Linked DNA regions of Sus scrofa: region 1 is linked to region 2. A link is a contact called in public HiChIP or PLAC-seq data. All regions are on one chromosome and are shown on one strand. The core of a region is the stretch at or near the end of the contact, and the rest is flanking DNA. Distances in the headings are between cores, read along the strand shown. Region 1 holds the start of SRGN (serglycin). Region 2 holds the start of KIF1BP (KIF1-binding protein).

What was found. HiChIP or PLAC-seq counts read pairs in DNA pulled down with a chosen protein or histone mark.
Region 1: a contact with region 2 is called in an H3K27ac HiChIP or PLAC-seq map of alveolar macrophages. The contact joins the promoter of SRGN here to the promoter of KIF1BP in region 2. A contact is called at or near these places in 4 of 5 promoter capture datasets (fetal liver, liver and skeletal muscle), 31 of 47 Hi-C or Micro-C datasets (adipose tissue, alveolar macrophages, blood and 14 more) and 2 of 2 datasets of contacts at active chromatin or transcription factors (alveolar macrophages and skeletal muscle).

The regions. Positions count from the first base shown.
Region 1 is chr14:72,182,088-72,184,787 of Sscrofa11.1, reverse strand. It overlaps SRGN (serglycin), which reads right to left and starts at 1,420. Exons shown (of 3, transcript XM_013990411.2): 1 at 1,112-1,420. The coding sequence starts at 1,187.
Region 2 is chr14:72,070,456-72,073,155 of Sscrofa11.1, reverse strand. It overlaps KIF1BP (KIF1-binding protein), which reads right to left and starts at 1,277. Exons shown (of 7, transcript XM_001928810.7): 1 at 743-1,277. The coding sequence starts at 1,168.

The DNA of each region.
Region 1 (2,700 bases), core at 171-2,670, 110 kb before region 2:
CTGAATGATAAAGAAACCTATCAAGAAATTTCCAAATGTGATGTTTCTCTGAGCAACAGCACAATTATTAAAATTCTTTGGCCTCTCTTTAAAATCTGAGAGGGTTTGCATTAACAATGTCTAACCATAATTGAATTGTCACTAAGAACAAAGTTTAAAAAAAGAAGAAAAAATACAAAAATTTACTCTGATTTCAAAAATAGCATCTCCCAGTGTCAGGGTGATTACAAAAATTTTGTATTATGTTAAAATTTGGGATTTATGTGGACACCTAGGGGTAGGTAATTTTCTATATTCCTTTTTTTAAAAAAAATTTCTGACTAGTTTTGCATATTCTTTCAGATAACATTATTTTATTTATTTATTTATTTTGGTCTTTTTGTCTCTTTAGGACCACACCTGCGGCATATGGATGTTCATAGGCTAGGGGTCCAATCGGAGCTGTAGCCATCAGCCTACACCAGAGTCACAGCAACATCAGATCCAAGCTGTGTCTGGGACCTACACCACAGCTCACGGCAATGCCAGATCCTTATCCCACTGAGCAAGGCTAGGGATTGAACCCACGTCCTCATGGATGCTAGTTGGGTTCGTTAATCGCTGAGCCACAATGGAACTCCAATTTTCTATATTCCTTTCTTGAGCTTTATTTATTTATTTATTTTTGGCCATGGCATGTAGCGGCTTGATATAGGATCTCAGTTCCCAGACCAGGGGTTGAACCCGGGCCGAAGTGGTGAAAGCGCCAAATCCTGACCATTCGATGACCAGGGAACTCCCTCTTGATCTTTTAAAAAAAGTTTTTTAAAATTTATAAACCATACATTTCATCCAAAATAAAACTGTACATTTCAATCATTATAAGAACTTATAAGGCTGCACCTGCCTCAGTTTAAATTTTTTTTTTTTTTTTTTGGTAGCAAACTTAACAAAACTCAGTCAGCGACCCTAAATCATTTTTTCTTTCTTTCTTTTTCTTTCTTTCTTTTTTGAGGGAGGCACCACTTTTCCAAATAGAATACATTCTGTACCTTAAAATTAATATAATCATTTGTGTGGACCCTGGGCCTTATAAGGAAAATTACAAAGGGACAAGATACCTGGGTCTTACCTTGAACTGAAGAATCCAAAATCAGGATGATGGCTAGAGCCAGGACAAGCCCACTGCACCGGAAGAGCACCTGCATTGTGACAGGCTCACTTTGGCTCCACCGCCTGCACACCAACCTTACAAAAGGGAAATGTAGCCGGGTGCTCTCTGTCCCTTTTAGAAAAGGTTCCAAAACCTCAAACCCTGCCCAGAACACACGTCACAGTTTCCTGAACAAATAGAGATCCACATCAAACCCCAGAAAGATTTAGACCAAAAAAAAAAAAAAAAAAGGGCAGCAAAATAACTATTCATACCCATTATGAAACTGCCCTGGACTCTCCCCAGGTCTTCTTTTTCAAAAGTTTTGTTGTTTGCCACTGGCCGGTTACAATTTTTTTTCCCCCTGCTAAACAGAATCATCATAAAGGACAGTTTGTTTTTTCTTTCTTCAGGTAACCATCTAAACAAGAGATTGCTGACATTAAGGGGCCTCTGCCCAATTGATGAAGTAAGGAGGCTAGATGCTGCTTTTTCACCACTGAGGCCATTCTGCATAATATGTTCTTGATTTTCTTTTTTGTTGGCAATAGCAGAAGTCACTGAGCCATGCTCAAAAAGTGAAACTTCAAAGCTGGGTTCTAATCTACAAGAAAGTGTTGTTGGATCTCAGATAACCAGTTTCTTCTTAGAGGACTCAGCTTCTCCCATTAGATCATCAGCTCTCCCTCTAATTCAAAATCTAGTGAAGATTTTCAGTTGCAAAGAACTGGATAAAACAGAAAAATGATTGTGCAGTCCTCTGCTCCTTCACACCAAGTATTTCTTATGATTTGATTCCATTTATACTTTGTTTTTTTTTTTCCTCCTGGTAAAACTTTTCAACTTGACTTTGGCATCCTCTGGCCTTTAATAAGCTAGAAGTCAGAAACAGGGGGAGGTTTTCCTGTCAGTGGGCTGCAGACTTCAGAAAACATACAAACCACTGCCCTCTGTAAATAAAGGAATAGCGTTTCCCCATCTCCTGGGGATCGTGTGCTGAAGACCGAGGGTCACAAAGCACAGGCTCCATATTTAAGCCACATAATAAACACAACAGATTATCACACTCCCTTGCCCTTGGGGCACACACTTTTTCCTTACTTCCACCCTCTCCATTGCAGCACATCTAACCCTACAATGTCCACTTTCCATTTTCATCCTCACTCTTGCCTGTCCTTTGACAAGAGGGAGGAGTTTCCTTTCTCTTGTTCTCTGCTTCCTGCTGGTTCCTTTACCATTTCCTGCTAAGAACGCGCCTCAGAAATTAATTGCTGAGTCGCCGTGGTGCAAGTCCACAAAGGTTTCCAAGAATGCACATTTTGACCTTCCTCAAAACCAGTTGGAAGTGTGTCCAGGGACTCTTCTGAGTGCAGTAAACAATCCGCAAACTCACAAATCCCGTGGGTTCCCCACTATGGAATACTGGTTTCAGCTGGAAATAACTCCCTCAACTTTGGTCGCTTTTAATGCTATCCTTTATTTATTTATTTATTTATTTTCTTTTTAAGGCTGAACCTGCGGCATATTAAAGTTCCCAGGCTAGGAGCTGAATCAGAGCTGCAGCCTCT
Region 2 (2,700 bases), core at 28-2,527:
ACATGAGGTGAGTCTTGAGATGGGTTCTGAAGAATGGGCAGGCATTCCCTGGGAAGCAAATAAGTGACTGAAAAGAACAGAAACTGAAGATTTTAGATATTTTGTTTTAAATTAAGAAGGTACTCTGGGAGCTCCCGTTGTGGCGCAGTGGTTAACAAATCCGACGAGGAACCATGAGGTTGCGGGTTCAATCCTTGGCCTTGCTCAGTGGGTTAAGGAACCGGCGTTGCCGTGAGCTATGGTGTAGGCTGCAGACGCGGCTTGGATCTCCCGTTGCTGTGGCTCTGGCGTAGGCTGGCAGCTACAGCTCCGATTAGACCCCTAGCCTGGGAAACTCCATATGCCGCGGGAGCGGCCCAAGACATGGAAAAAAAAAAAAAAGAAGGTACTCTGGTTATTCTTTACAATTTCCGTAAAACCTTAAATTAAGACATAAATTACTTGGGAATTTTTCATAATAGAACAGGATTCGGACTGGTGGGGAAAAGTTGGAAAGAGCATTTACGATGTAGGAGAATCTGGGGAACCAATGCGGGGACCACGACTACGTGAAGCAGCAAGTGAAGCTGGTGGAGTGGGTGATGGGCGTGGAGAAGGAGTTCGGAAGCCACTTATCGCGAAGCTTCGAAAACGCGGAGACAAATCGTGTCTTATTACGTTTGCCTTTGGTCTTGGCACGAGCTGGGACCCCTCTAAACCAAGTCGCCTACGGACGACAGCAGCGGACGGGGAACGCTCTCACCTGAGCTTGGATGTAGAGGGAGACGCAGTCTTGCGACATTCGGTACTTGCGCAGTAGTCTCAGGCATTTCACCAGATGCTCCTCCCCCGCCGACAGCTCCTCCGTGTCGATGTGATTCACCCCGAGATGAAACTCAATAACTGCCCGCCTCACTGCCCCCAGGGCAATGGGGCCCTCGGCTTCCACCAATTCAGCCGGCAGTCCCAGGGTGTGGTCCCCCGTTCCCAAGCTGTCCTCGGCCTGAGGCCGGTCATCCTCGTCCTCAGGCGCGGGGCCCAGAAGGGCCTTAACCTCTTCCAGCAGCGCCCGAGCGTGGTATTTGGACTTGTACGGTTCCTTCTCTGGGTTTTTATGCAGTTCCACCCGCGACAGGGCCAGTGCGGCCTGGAATTTCTCACGAAGCTCGACCCACGGAGCATCCGCCATAGCGGCCTCTATAGCCTCGGTCTCCTCAATGTTTGCAATCGGGACTCCCGCCTTCTTTCAGCTTTGCGACACTTCACTTACGGCCCCTGACGGGCCTGCGCACTGCAAAACGGTACCCAATGACGTCCGACAGGAACCGCAATATGCTTGGCAGTGACCAATGGGAAGGCGTGGTAGTCACTGTAGCAACTGTTGTCTTGGAAACGAAGCTGTCAAAGACAGTAGTCTCACCTCCAGCCCCGCCCTCTACGGTGGTGAGTTCATCTCTTGCTTGACCCTGTGAAGTTAATAAAAGTTAATAAAAATATCGGTTGACTTTAACAGAACACAAATACCGTTTACAAACATACCTAGATAATTACTATCGTTAATTGTTATAAGCTGAAAGGCAGAAAACTTTTGACGTTAGTATGTAACACAGCCCGTCCCTGGATATAAATGTAACAAGGATCTGTGTTCTATAAGTGTAAAAAGCACTCAGTGATCAAAAAATATTTTCACTTCATCCCCGAAGACACAGGTTGTAGGGACATGTACAAATTCCCAAAGTAATACAAGAGTTAAGTCCCAGAGCTGTGACAAAACATCTCAAGCAAGGCTTTTTCCATTGCATAACTCGTAAATTATCAAGTAAAATAATAGGGGGAGGGGGAGGTCTCTTGCGGCCCAGCAAATTAAGGATCCAATGTTGTCACTGCAGCGGCTTATGTCGCTGCTATGAACAAGTTTCTATCCCTGGCCGGAATTTCCACATTCGAGAGCCACCAAAAAAAAAAAAAAAAAAAAAATACTAAATACCAGGGGGGTTGGCGAGGGGGGGGGCAGGCTGGAGGTTTTACTATTAAGAGTTAAGTATATAAAGTGCTTTGAGATACATAAATGAGCACTGATTTTGGAAGCTCACAGACACCAAGTCTGAGTCTCAGATTTGCTTCAAATTGACTAATTTGTAATTTTCTAAGCTTCAGATTTCTCGAGTAAAACATAAGTGATAATATTACTTATCTGTACAGAATTATTCTAAGGAATAAGTGAAAACTAAATATCTATCCTTTAAATGTCAGTGCTCAGTCTACAGGCCAGATGGCTCTCTGGAGCTCCAGACTGTAATATTCATCACCCAACTGGAACAACTACTCCTGAATGTTCCACTGACTCCTGTATATCAGTACGTTCAAATTGGAACTCATCAGCTTCTTCTTCACATGCCCATTCCCTCCTACACCACATTTGCTCTTATGTTCTACATCTCAGTGAAGACATTACTATCCACCAAGCTGATGGCTTCCTGCACTCACTCTTTTCTTCTTTTACCCTTAAATGTTAAAACCAAATATTATCCACCTCTAGTCCACCTCCTGAAGAGCTCTTACATTGGTCTACTTTTCATCTCCCAGTAGTTTAGACCATTATCTTCTGAGTTACTTTTTTTTTTCTTTTTAAGGCCGCATATGGAAATTCCCAGGTTGAACTGGAATTGGGTTGAATTGGAGTTGCAGCTGCCAGCCTGCGCCATAGCCACAGCAACACTA